Linked DNA regions of Sus scrofa: all the other regions are linked to region 2. The links are chromatin contacts, called in public Hi-C and HiChIP or PLAC-seq maps. All regions are on one chromosome and are shown on one strand. Each heading gives the region's core, a stretch centred on a gene start, on an enhancer-like site or on the middle of the called end of the contact. The rest is flanking DNA. Distances are from core to core; before and after follow the strand shown.

What was found. A called contact is a pair of places that touch in the nucleus more often than the background predicts. HiChIP or PLAC-seq counts read pairs in DNA pulled down with a chosen protein or histone mark.
Region 1: a Hi-C map of liver shows a contact between it and region 2, with 4 times the contacts expected there. The contact joins the promoter of FRG1 here to the promoter of PCM1 in region 2. A contact is called at or near these places in 2 of 47 Hi-C or Micro-C datasets (heart right ventricle and liver) and 1 of 2 datasets of contacts at active chromatin or transcription factors (alveolar macrophages).
Region 3: a contact with region 2 is called in an H3K27ac HiChIP or PLAC-seq map of skeletal muscle. The contact joins the enhancer-like site here to the promoter of PCM1 in region 2. A contact is called at or near these places in 24 of 47 Hi-C or Micro-C datasets (adipocytes, alveolar macrophages, blood and 14 more) and 2 of 2 datasets of contacts at active chromatin or transcription factors (alveolar macrophages and skeletal muscle).

The regions. Positions count from the first base shown.
Region 1 is chr17:5,797,302-5,802,183 of Sscrofa11.1, reverse strand. It overlaps FRG1 (protein FRG1), which reads left to right and starts at 1,681. Exons shown (of 9, transcript XM_003134193.3): 1 at 1,681-1,972; 2 at 2,574-2,644. The coding sequence starts at 1,911.
Region 2 is chr17:5,595,284-5,599,833 of Sscrofa11.1, reverse strand. PCM1 (pericentriolar material 1 protein) reads right to left here and starts at 2,835. Exons shown (of 41, transcript XM_021077917.1): 1 at 2,498-2,835. It overlaps FGL1 (fibrinogen-like protein 1), which reads left to right and starts at 3,400. Exons shown (of 8, transcript XM_021077952.1): 1 at 3,400-3,471.
Region 3 is chr17:5,429,136-5,433,348 of Sscrofa11.1, reverse strand. All of the region lies in intron 3 of MTUS1 (microtubule-associated tumor suppressor 1), which reads left to right. Among named protein-coding and RNA genes, the nearest start is that of MTUS1, 76 kb to the left of the region's middle. Within about 2 kb of position 2,323, at least 3 of the 83 cell types and tissues checked have an H3K27ac peak or open chromatin away from gene starts, as enhancers often do. A contact at or near this core is called in skeletal muscle, where this site is marked.

The sequences.
Region 1 (4,882 bases), core at 432-2,931, 200 kb before region 2:
GGTTTGAGATGGGCTTATCCTGATTCTGTGGTGCCACTAGGAATCAAGTTTAAAATCACCTGAGATTCTTGAGATATTCAAACGGGTCTCCGTGTTTTCTATGTCACCAAGAGCTATGGCTTGAGTGGGAGGGCCCTGGTATCACTTCCACGACCCATCCTACCCACTGCTGTAGAACAAGGATGGTACAGTACCACTCTGTTCATCTCATCCCTCTGCTATTTAATCTCTCTCATGCAAAGTCTTCAGCTTGTAAATGACCCCCAATTGCCTTCTCAATCCTCGTCCAGATCATTCTAATCTACCTGCCCTGTGTCCCAACCGACAGGGCTGCTCACTGCTCCCCACGCAAGTCCTTTCCTTCTTTATCTCCATGCCTTTGCTCACAGTTCCCACCATCAGACATGCCTATCTTCCCCCATCTCCACCTGTCGAAATCCTACTCATCGTTTAAGACCCTTCTCAGATGCCACCTTGACTAGTAAGCATCTCCTGATCTCTGGAAGAAGAAAGGAGCACACACTCCTTTAACATGTCACTGCCATACCCTGCTCTAACATTTTGTTTGTATCTTTCTCAGGGCACTTTGACATCTAATAATAATAGCTAACGTTTATGATGCACCATTTCTTAGGAATTTTAAAGAGTATGTTTCTTATATTAACTCTCCCAATATTCATCATAACCGCAGGCAGGGTCATTCCATATGACAGTTGAAAAAAAAAGGAGGTTAAATAAATTATGAAGTCATCTAACTTGGAAATACAGCAGTGTTTGTCCACCCGAGCAGTCTGTCTCCGGAAGCCACAGTCTTAATTATATGCTACACTGCCTCTCATTGCACATTATTTACTTAGATGAAGCCCCTTAAGATCAGGCCCTGAGTTGGAGCATTTTTGTATCTTTCTATTACCAAGCACAGTGTCTCTGCAGAGACTGCTGATAAAGGGCTGCTCTTCCTTACTCCTTCAATTTTTTTTTTTTTTTTTTTTTTTTTTTTTTTTTTTTTTTTTTTTTTTGCTTTTTAGGGCCACACCCTGGGCATATGGAGGTTCCCAGGCTAGGAGTTCAATCAGAGCTACAGCTGTCGGCCTACACTACAGGTACAGCAACATCAGATCCGAGCTACCTCTGCAACCTACACCACAGCTCACAGCAACACCAGATCCTTAACCCACTGAGCAAGGACAGGGATTGAACCCATAACCTCATGGTTCCTAGTCAGATTCGTTTCCTCTGCGCCACGACGGGAACTCCACTCCAATTTTTCAACTTCTGTTTTTCTACCAAACCCTCCTAGCTAACAAGTCACACTCTCTTCCACTCTCTTCATTACCCCACACCAGGCTTTCAAAGTGTGTGTGTGTGTGTGTGTCTTTTTGTCTTTTCTAGGGCCGCACCTGCGGCATATGAAGGTTCTCAGGCTAGGGGTCGAATCAGAGCTGTAGCCACCGGCCTATGCCACAGCCACAGCAATGCGGGAACCGAGCCACATCTGTGACCTACACCACAGCTCACAGCAACGCCAGATCCTTAACCAACTGAGCAAAGTGGCTCCTGGCTCAAAGCAAGGCTGTGAGACCCGCTGTGTCCACCAGAGGGCGCGTCACCTCTAGAGTCCTCATTTAGACAAGCGCTAACGTTCAGTTCGCAGGAATTTAGACCCTTTGTGGTTGCCGTAGCCCCAGGCTGTAAACAGGAAGTAGAACTTTACTTGGGACACAATCTTCAGGTGAAAGGGCCAGGGATTCGGAAGAGACATTCACCCCTGGTGTTGCGTAAGTTCTGAGGGAGTCTGTACTCGGTACTCAGTCTTCACTTTCGAGTCCCTCTCGCCTGCTGCTGCTCCGGTTCACGTATTTTGCCCTGAGCCAGCTTCCACCTCTTAGCACCGAGGCGTTCCCACGGCCATGGCCGAGTACTCCTACGTGAAGTCCACCAAACTCGTGCTCAAGGGAACCAAGACCAAGAGGTAAGGCCGCGGGTGTGCGCGGGAGACTGTCCCTCTTTGCCGAAGGTCCTCCGCTCCCCCTTCAAGCGGCGAGTCCGGTGGAAGCCGCGGGGAGCTGTCATTCAGGCTCCCAGCTCTAGGGCCTGGCTTCCTGCTGGGACCGACTGAGGCTGCGACTCAGTTCTCCACGCAGAGGCTGAGACGGGCCGCCGGGGTCGCCCCCTTAGTGGGCGGACCTGTAGCCTGGGGTTCGGGTCCCTGATGAGCCCCCCTCCAGACCTCCACATGGTGGGTCTGTATTAGTCCGTATGCAGGTTATAACAATAACTTCTTTTAATAGGGATAATTATTTTCAACATCGTCTCCCTCTCACCTAAAAAAAAAAAAAAATTTTTATGCAATATGCGGATGTGAATTTTGAAAAGGATGTGGGTTCGAACCTGGACTCCACCAATTACTAATTTTGTAATTTGTGGCGGGTTCATTACTATCTTTTGAGTTTCCGTTTACTCGGTTCTTGGGAGGGATTAGCGATATTATAAAAGGATTATTATGAGAATTAAATGAGATATGTATGCAAATAAATATGGCTAAACTTATCTATATAAATTATCTACTGCAGTAAGAAGAAAAAGAGCAAAGAGAAGAAGAGAAAAAGAGAAGAAGATGAAGAAACTCAGCTTGATATTGTTGGTGAGTTAGTTTTCTCTACTTTATTCTGAGAAAAGTTAACATTGGTTGAGATCCCTTTAAAAATATTTTCCTAGTTAGGGTTAAATAGGAAGAAGAAAGTAGAAGGAATTTATGACCAACTCATACTTGTCTTAAATATGACATACATACAAATGACATACATGTATGTCTGACATACATTTGTCTTAAAATGCTCGAATGTTACAATTATAGATTTCTGTTATGCTTAGCACAGTAGATGTCATTAATGTCTTTTCTTCATTATCAGAACTAAGTACAAAAGAGAGGGAACATAGCTCTGGTACCATCATTAGACTACTTAATAACCCAGAGATTCTGGTATATATCATTTTAAAGGCCTGATATAGATGAATTTTTTTTGGGAGCACCTGGCATGTGGAAGTCCCCAGGCCAGGGATCAAACCCACACGGCAGTTGCAGTCTGTGCCACAGCCGTAGCAATGCTGCATCCTTAACCCACTGCATCACAAGGGAACTCCTAGATAAATCTTATTAAACCAAGTAGATTTTACAAATTGTTTTCTCTCTCTCTTTTTTTTATATTATATCCAGTTGTTCCAGCACCACTGATGAATAGACTTTCCTTTCTCCATTAAAGTGCTTTGGTATTTTTGTAAAAAATCAATTGACTTTATATGTGTTGATCTGTGTCTGGACTCTGTTCCATTGATTTGTCTATTGTCCTGTTGATTTATTTGTCTTGATTACCGTCATTTCATAAAGTCTTGAAATCAGGTGGCGTGAGCCCCCCACCTTTATACTTCTTTTCCGAGATTGTTTTGATTCTTCTAAATCTTTTGCATTTCCATATAAATTTTACAACTAGTTTATTGGTTTGTTGTTTTTTTGTGGGAATATTTTTAATTACAAATTAAACTTCTTTAAGAGATATTTTCAGATTTTCTTTTCTGTCAATTTTGGCAATATGTGTCTAAAGAAAATTTTCATTTCATCTAAGTTGAGTTTATCAGCATAAAGTTGTACAAAATGTAGAATCTATATTGTAATTCATCATTCTTCATATTGATAACTTGTGTTTTTGTTAATTTTTTCTGGACCAGTCAGTCTAGCTAAAGGTTTACCAATCTGTTCATCTTTATAAGATGCACTTTTTGATATCATTTATTTTTCTTTCCTGGCTTTTCTATTCGATTTCATTTATTTCCAGTCTTTATCATCTCCTTCCTTTAACTTACTTTCAGTTTACTTTGCTCTTATTTTATAGCTTCTTAAGTTGGGGGGTTAGATATTCTTCACACCACTTTAGCTATAGCCAACAAATCCTGATGTTTTATGTCATTTTTATTTAGTTCAAAGTATTTTCTATTTTCTTTGTGATTTCTTCCTTGACCCATGGGTTTTATCCTTTTTTTCCTGCTTTTTCTTTTTTTTTTTTGACCCATAAGTTAAAAGTATGCTATTTAATTTCCACTACTTGAAGATGCTGTTACTGATTCCTAACATGGTCGAAGAATATACTCTTGGTAAATTTCCATGTACTGTAGAAAAGAAAGAGTATTCTGAAGGTATTAATTTATTACTCTCTAAATGTCAGTTAGGTCACTTGATGGACTGAGTAGTCTTTCAAATCTTCTGTGTCTTTACTGATTTTTTTTTTTTTTTTACTAATCCTTCCATTTATTGAGAGGGTTGTGTTAAAGTATCTATGATTCTGGATTTTTCTACATCTGTCGGTTTCTGGTTAGAATATTTTGAATCTCTGTTATGAAATGCATTCACATTTAGGACTGTTAGTTCTTCCTTATGAATTCAGTCTTTCAGTTTAATAAAATGTCCATCTTTATTTCTGATACTCGTCATTATCCTGAAGTCTAGTTAAATTATTTGAAGATCCTGTCAGACTTGTTTTTTGTTTTGTTTTGTTTGTTTGTTTGTTGTCTTTTTGCTATTTCTTTGGGCCGCTCCTGCGGCGTATGGCGGTTCCCAGGCTAGGGGTCGAATCGGAGCTGTAGCCACCGGCCTACGCCAGAGCCACAGCAACGCGGGATCCGAGCCGCGTCTGCAACCTACACCACAGCTCACGGCAACGCCGGATCATTAACCCACTGAGCAAGGGCAGGGACCAAACCCGCAACCTCATGGTTCCTAGTCGGATACGTTAACCACTGCGCCACGACGGGAACTCCTGTTTTTTGTTTTTAATTATTAGGGCTATTTGGTTTTGCCCTTAGACCTGGACTGTGATCCTTACTCTCC
Region 2 (4,550 bases), core at 1,586-4,085:
TATTACACTCTGTCAATTAAAAAAAAAGAATTATGATTAAGATATGAATGGACAATACATTTTCTCATGATAGCTTATTTCATAAGGGAGCTGAAGATTTGTCTGCTTTCCTCTAAAGCTAGGACATATGAAACATATTTTGAAAATGGGCTATCTTAAAATTTTAACAGTAGAATTAAATTCTTGGGTTTTTTTTTAAAGAGAAATTATTGCTAAAATGCCTTGAACATAAATTTATTCTAATCTCATTCTTTAGTCATTTAATTTCGAAATGGTTAGCAATTACTTTGCATTCCCTCAGTGAACCTACACTGGCTTTTTTTTTTCTGCTGGTCAGAGAATACATAACCAGCATCTGACAATGCATAAAAACTAATGTTTAAAATAATTTTAGATGGCTAAAAAACAAAACAAAAACAAAAACTCCAGTCAAAAGTATACATAATAAGCTCAAAAAGTAGAGGAGTTTGTGAATTAAAAAAAAAAAAAGCCAATTAATAGAAAAGTTGTAGAGGATGACTTAAGATTAAATGACTCTGGAACAAGAAGCTATCCAAATAGTTGTTATAGGACACAGTTAAATTCAATGGGCTGAAGAAATTCTGTGAAGACAAAGACATTTTGAATGGTACTGCATAAACTATTCTAGTATTTAATAATTAGGAATAATATGGCTTTTTTCTAACAAAAGTAGGAAAGCATACCAAATTGGCAGGCTTTTTAAAAAGCAGGAGAAACAGGGCAGCAAACCTGGACTGTTTACTACATAGAGAGAGCCCTCAACCATGCACTGGTATTTTGATAGCAGCCTCCATCATAAAGTCCTCTACTATAATAGGAAGACCAACAACATATATAATGATGTCAAATTACCTGTTTAGAAACTAGTTTTTGCTTTCCTACTTCAGGCTGCAAAGCTGCTGTCGGCTTATGATTTAAAAAAACAAACACTTCAGTAAATTCTATACTTACACTATGAAGCACAGAATAACAAACACTATATTTATAGCCTAAAGTATGTCTAGAAAATCGACAGGAAAGGAAAAATTTATTAATATTTTAAACTCAACTTACTTTAATCCTTTAGGAATACAATGTGGTATACATAAATGTTTAAATCCTCCAAACGTGTAAGATTCTACCAAATAACAATGTGATATCTTAATATCTACTAATGCAATTATCATGTAAAGATCCATGCCAAAGCTTTATTCTTCGGATTGATCAAGTCATTAACTCCCTGTCACTCAAAACTACTGCAGAACTTTGCATACTCGTTATTGAAAAAATTTTATTTTTTTCATAAAGCTAGCTAGCTACTTTATTAAAACAAAACAAAAACAAAACCCTCGACGCTACATAAACACAAGGTTTACTTTTCAAGGTTTACTTTCTTAGTTTCAAAAACTAAGAATTACAATGGTTTCCAGTGGCCCTCACTGGGAAGGTGAAAGGGAAAGAGAGGAGCAGGTGCACCCGAAGCTTTACAACACCCACTCCAGTAACCAGAGAATACCAGAAGGCGGAGTCTGGAAGGTAGTTATGGGGCGGGGGTGGAAGGGGCACTCAGAAAGCCCGCTTCTTCTGACGCCAAAACACGATCCGTCACCCACAGAACCCAAGACACAGACAGACCTCGAATCGGTCCAAAAAAAAAAAAAAAAAAATCCAGACATGGCGATCGTGACGAAATTGAGGCGCGGGCGGCGGGATTAAAAATTCGGCCGGTCCACCTCCCAAGCAGGACTTTCCACCTAATTCCCAAACGTCAGTTTCTGCAAAGCTAGCAACGTTCCCCAAATCCCACTTGGCATTTAGTTTTCCCCTCTCTGGGCCGATCCGAACTGACCTGCAGTCAGGGATGGCGGGGGGAGGGAAGAGCTAGGAAATTTAACATTCCCGTCGCCAGCATAAAACCCCTCTTGGCCAAACTCAGGAACGCCTCCCCCGGCCCTTCCGCTCCAAGAACACCCGAGACAGCAAAAACGCCGCTGCTCACAGCCCAACCCCCAAATCGCGTCGCTCCTCATCCGCCCTTCGCCACCCCAAATTCTGGACATCCAGAGCCCCACAGAATGGAATCTAGGGGGAAGAGGGGAGAGCAGAAGCGCAGTGATGAAGGCCCCTGGCTATGAAAAACTAGACTCCCCGCCCCTGGCAATCAAACCGCAGCCCCCTACTCCGTTTCCTCCCCTCGCAACGGACATTCCTGGAACTCCCGAGGCGCAGGGCGGCCTCCTCCGCGGGCAAGAAAGAGAGAGGGGCGGGGAGGCTAGAAGGGAGTTCCGAAAACGCCACTGCGTCTCCAGAAGCGTACCCCGAGATTGCGTCGGTCCGTCCGGAGTAGGGGCGGGCTGCCTGCCCAGCAGACTGGAAGCAAGAGGACCCAGGAGCCCAGACCCAGGCCCTCCAGGGTCAAGCGTGTCAGGGCCGTCGCTCTCCCGCCCAGAGCCGCGCTACCCTCGGTTGCCAAGGGCTGAGGACGCGCAGGCATTACCTGTAAACGAAGCACAAGCTCCTGCCAAGAGCGGAGGAGCGGTCGCTCCCACGCCCCGCCACCGGCAGCGGTCTTCCCTTCGAGTCCGAGCCAGGGAGAGTCCCCAAGTTCCCTGGCTGCTCAGGGCCCAATGGCCGCCTCTTCTACTTCAGCTACTCGGCGCCAACCGCCGCAGCCACCGCCATCTTAGGATCTCATTGTGGTGGGAGAAGAGGGGCGGGGGGACTGCAGAGGGGCAACGGGAGGGGAGACATGCGCCGTCTCCGCGGCAACGGCCGCGCGGGGGCGAAACTCGCCCGGGCGGGAGCTACAGTGTGATCCACGCTCTAGACTGGAGTCATGTGATCCGCTGGAGTCTATGGTGTCACCTCTGGCAGCGGTGCCTATTGCACAAACGAGCCACTGGAGACTACATATCCCAGAATGCCAGGTCAACCTGAGGTTATACGCGCCCGCTCAGCCGCCCGAAAGAAATGACTACAAGTCCCAACATGCTGTGCGCTTCGGGCGCCGATCGCCCTGCCAGGGGCTGGAGGCCCTGACGGAAGTGGGTTGACTTCCGCCTCAGGCAGCTGGGAAATGCGCGGAGGCGCGTAGTGGTTTCCGTGGGGCTTCCAGCTCCGGGTTGTGCTTGCTGGAAAGGAAAGACTAAAGACTAAAGCTGGGCATCGCTCTCCTGTTCCCTGTCCACCAAGAGCTTCCTCACAGGAAGGTTGAAAACAAAAGCGCCCGTGCAATCTGGTCCTAAGTTTACACGTGAGGAAAATCCCATGAGTTAATTGGAGGAACATCATACAGCTGGTCAAGGATAGAGTCACACATGTTAATAATTAACACCGCCTTGGATTAATGCCCTACTTTTTCCTTTGAAGAACCAGCTGACCTTCATCAAAATTTAGTATCCAGAAGTTTTCTCTAAGACTATGGTCTTTGAATTCTTTTTTTATTCTTCTCTCAGCAGCGACACTTTTAAGGTTAGTTTATTTACACATTCTCCCTTAAAATGCTAGGGAATGCAAATTTGTTCGCGGGAAGCATAGTGAAGTCAAACAGAGAAATCATTTTGGAGCAGAGAAAAGTTAATTTTAGGGCCATGCAAAGAGAAGGGTGGCTCGTGCTGCTAAAACATGGAACTCTGTAAAGAGTTTTGGCAAAGCATTTTTAAAAGCCAGGTAAGGGAAGGGAGTTGCAGGGTGTGTGTTCAGCTCCTGCACAGCTCTCTGGTTGAAGGTGAAGTAACAGCGTGGTGTCTTCCGGGTTGACATCAATCCTTAGGCTCCAGGAGGCTAGAGGGCCATGGGCTCATTGTCATCAAGTAGTTAACATCGTGCGTTTTGTGGGAGGTTTTCACATCTGTAAAACAACTCTGAAAATGTGCATCAGATACTGTTATCTAGGTACTTCAGAGAGGAGCTAAAGCAGAGGATATGGGGGGAAAGACGTGCCCCCAAGGCCCCACAGGGTCCTACTTCATTACAAACCCCAAAAATATGGTCAAGTGACAACGCCTGTGTGGCTATCTGAAAATTTTGAAATGCTAGTCAATTTTTCTTGCATGCAAGGACATTGTTTTTTTAAGACCGTTTGTAATTGTGGGATAATTTTGTTTTACGCAAAATAAGAATAGGAAGAATGAAGAATGGCATCTGGGTTCCAACAGCAAATTGTTCTGTTACCAATAGAAATTTTTTCACAAAAGCAGTTAATAGAACTGCATCTCAGTACATAATTCAGATAAAACCCTTCCTGCTGCTGTAATTTGCAGCTGAATCCAGGTTCCATTCCAGTACAGTGATCTTTGACACTGTTTATTTGTCATACTTTTTTTTGGCCAGAGTGTGTAGTGGCTTGACATGGGATCTCAGTTCCCAGACCAAGGACTGAATCCATGCCATAGTGGTGAAAGCACTAAGTCCTAACCACTAGACTACTAGGGAACTCCCTGAGGTACATTTTAAAATACTTTCTGTATGTCTAATAGTGCTAATTACTTAGGTAACAAAAGCATAGTCCATGCCCTTTAAAAGCAAATATTTTAGTGAATGATGAAGAA
Region 3 (4,213 bases), core at 1,074-3,573, 170 kb after region 2:
TAAGCTGGTCAGATAAATTACTGGGATGCATTCCTGTAGGTGGAATCAGAGGGTGTGGGCAATTTAAAGACTTGATCCATGTTGCCAAGTTGCCCTTCAGAAAGAGCATACAAGTCTGGGAATGTCAGTGTGCTTGCCAGCGCCCCAGCCAATATATGTATTTTAATTTCTTTTTTGTAGTCAAAGTACAGTTGCTGTACAATATTGTATAAATTACAGGTGTACAATATAATCACAATTTTTAAAGGTTATGCTCCCTTTACAGTTATTATAAAATACTGGCTGCATTTCCCGTGTTGACATTTCTAACACTGTTGCCAAGTATCCACTGTTTAGGAAAGTCCAAAATGGTGTCTTATTTTAACTGGCATATGCTTGGCACCCAACTATTTGTTGGATAAATGTAGATACTTGAAGGGCCAGTTATAGACTGTAAAGATTAAGGGCAGAATCATTACCGAGTGCATGGACAGAGGCAGGCAGGCCGGTGGGCGATTGGAGTGAATACCAGTTAAATTCTGATGGGAGAGACAGGCTGTTCCTAAATAAAGTATAGAAGATGTTTGATAGTGTACAGCACTACACCTGTTTATTAACCTCTGAATATAATTTTATGCCATTAAAGAGAGAAAAAATACACAAATAGGGGGAGATAGGAAATGTCAGGGTGTGTGATTGTGGGAGAGAGAGAGGGGGTGGCCTTTGAGTGAAGGCCAGGGGTGGGCAGCCCTGTGCATAGCTGGAAGAAAACCATACCAGTCAGGGTAAACAGCAAGTGGAAAGACCCCACAGTGGAGCTGAACTAATCGCTCTAGGAATAGCAAGGAATGAAATGAGGAAAAGTGAAACAGGAGATGAGGTTTGAAGGTAGTGGAGAGCCAGATCATATACAATCTTGAAAACCATAAGGACTTTGGCTTTAAACCAAAGTGACTTCATTTTAACAGAATTACTCTGACAGCTGTGTGTAGAGAATACCCTGGATGGGAGTGAGGGCGGGACCAGAAAGATCAATGAGGAGGTTTCGCTGTAATCATGGCAGGAGATTGTGGCTTCCACAGGATTGTGGAGGGGTGGGGTGGGGGGTTAGAGCGGGGCCAGATTCTAGATGTATGTGTTGAAAAGAAAGCCAAAGGGACTTGATGATGGGATGAGGGGTGAGAGCAGCAGTGAGGAGTCAGATGACTGGAATCATCTTGATGTGAGCAGTGGCAGGATGCTGTTACCATGAGCTGAAGGGGGAAGGATGATGGAGATATGGATGGTGGGATCTCCAGTCTGGATATCACCATCTCAGTTGTACAGACGTCAAGTTGAGATGAGTGATAGATACAGAAGTGAAGGTATAGAGTAGAAAGTTGGATGTACAAGGCAAGAGTGCATAGGAGAAGTCTGGTCTAGGGAGGTAAATTTGGAATTCATCACCATTTAGATGTATTTTTTTTTTTTTTTTTTTTTGTCTTTTGTCTCTTTGTTGTTGTTGTTGCTATTTCTTGGGCCGCTCCCGCGGCATATGGAGGTTCCCAGGCTAGGGGTTGAATCGGAGCTGTAGCCACCGCCTACACCAGAGCCACAGCAACGCGGATCCGAGCCGCGTCTGCAACCTACACCACAGCTCACGGCAACGCTGGATCGTTAACCCACTGAGCAAGGGCAGGGACCGAACCCGCAACCTCATGGTTCCTAGTCGGATTCGTTAACCACTGCGCCACGACGGGAACTCCACCATTTAGATGTATTAAAGCCACTAGACTGGGTGAGATCACCCAGAGTGAGTGGAGAAAGAGAACAGGTCAAGGGCACCTGTTCACCTTCGGGGAACTCCATGGTGTACTCTGTACTACCTCTGGAGTCCTCTGAAGCTTTAAAGGGCTAGGGAGGTAAAGAGAAATTACAGAGAGACCAAGACGGAATAATAGGCAGGAAGGCAGAAGGAAAGTCCCTCGAGAGGGGTGTTCAGGAGGACAAGTGAAGAAAGCTGTTCAAGGAGAGAGGAGGAATCCACTGCATCAAGTGTTGCTGATGCAAGAATACGGTAGTTGAATACACAGTTGGGTTTAAACCAGAAGGTTGTATATTTCTTTAACAGGAAGCTGAAGATAGGCAGTTCCTGGGTTGGTGAGTCAATTACATCATCTTTCTGTCCATCCTCTTGTCCTGCCTCAGCTGTTGTCGGTGACTTTTCAGTTAAAATATGGTCGCTAAGAGTTCCAAGTGCTAAGTCCTATTGCTGTTGAGCCCAAAGGCTGGGAGTGAGGGATGGACAGTGTCCAGAGCAGGGCCCTCCTGCCATGCCTGCCTACCTTTACCAGGGGGGAAAGACCTTATTCAGCACTTCACCCCTGGCAGGCTCATCTTTCATCTTCCTGGCGCAGACCAGATCGCAGAGGTCACCTCCAATTTGAAGAAAGGTTGGGAATGAAAGTAGTGGGCTTTTTAAACCCTTCGTAAGGTGTGAGTAATGGAAATGGAAGTTAGGAATGACTCTTGGGGAGCCGGGAAAGATGTTAGACATGATAAGGTTAAACTAAAAAAAAAAAAAAAAATTGTACTGACTATATTAATTTACTTTTTTTTTTGTCTTTTTGTCTTTTTGCCATTTCTTGGGCCACTCCCGTGGCATATGGAGGTTCCCAGGCTAGGGGTCGAATCAGAGCTGTAGCCGCCAGCCTACACCACAGCCACAGCAATGCAGGATCCAAGCCAAGCCGAATCTGCAACCTGCACCACACACAGCTCACGGCAATACCAGATCCTTAACCCACTGAGCAAGGCCATGGGTCGAACCTGCAGCCTCATGGTTCCTAGTCAGATTCGTTAACCGCTGAGCCACAACGGGAACTCCTAATTTACTCTCTTATTTAGAGCTTTTTTTGCTTACCCTGTTTGGGGGTACGTATGATTCTTTGTTATTAATTTGATAATTGTCTGTTGTCCTTTGTCCTGTGTTTTACTGTATGACTTCTGATTTTGTATATGGTGATTTTTTTTTTCCATTTTTATAGTCACATCTTTTAATTTTTTTTTTCTGTTTTTATGCTTCACAAGACCGTCTCTACTGAAAGAGAAGATTGGTCTCTATCGTTATGGTTAATTTGATGGTTTTGTTTTAACCCTTTTTATTCTAATTTTAATGTCTTTGGGGCATACGTTGAGAACTAGGAGCTAATATTTATATATCATAGTGAGGCAGGTGCTATTCTAAGTGTTTACAAATATAAACCCATGGAACTCTCACAAGCACCTATGAAATAAATAGCCGTGTGATCACCCCCAATCTTACACATGACAAATGGCACAGAGAGGAGGAGGAGCCCCGCCCCCCACCCCGGCCAGTGTATGGTGGAGCTGTTCTAAACCTAGGTGGTCTGCCTCCAGATCGTTGACTTTTAACACACCACACCATGCTGCTTCTCAAATTTAAATAGTTTAAAAATTCAGATATCTTAATACCACACATAAATGTCTTCACCGACTTGAAATATCTCCCTTGTCTTATTCTGCAGTTTTCTATTTCTGAGATTGATACACCAGTTTATTAACTGGTGAATATAATTTTATGCCATGAACAGATGGTTTTACTATTTTATAGTATCCTATAATAATAACTAGTAGCACAAATCTCTTGTTCTTATTTTTTAAACTTTAAAAAGTTGTAGTAAAATATATGTTCCATAAAATTTGGCATTTAGAAAACTTAAGTGTAAACAAGGTCATTCCCATTGCTGTGCAGCCAGCACTACCCGAACTTGTCATCTTCTCCAGTGGAAACTCTGTCCATGGAACACTAACTCCCCATCCTCCCCTTCCCTCAGTCCCTGGCAACCACCAACCTAGTTTCTATCTCTATGAATTTGATTACTCTATGTACCTTGTATAAAAGGAGTCATTCAGTATTTGTCCTCTTGTGACTGACTGGCTTATTTCACTTAACATGTCCTTAGGTTCAGCCACATTGTAGCATATATAAGAATTTCCCTCTTCTTTAAGACTGAATAATATTATATTTGTTTGTTCATTCATCTGTCAGTGGACACTCGGGTTGCTTTCACCTTTTGGCAATTGTCAGTAATGTGGTGAACTTGGGTGTGCAAATACCTCGTCAAGATCCTACTGTCTGTTCTTTTGGGCAAATACCCAGAAGTTGAGTTGCTGGATCGTAAGGTAGTTCTACTTTTAATTTTTTGAGGAACTGAGCATACCATTTTTCACA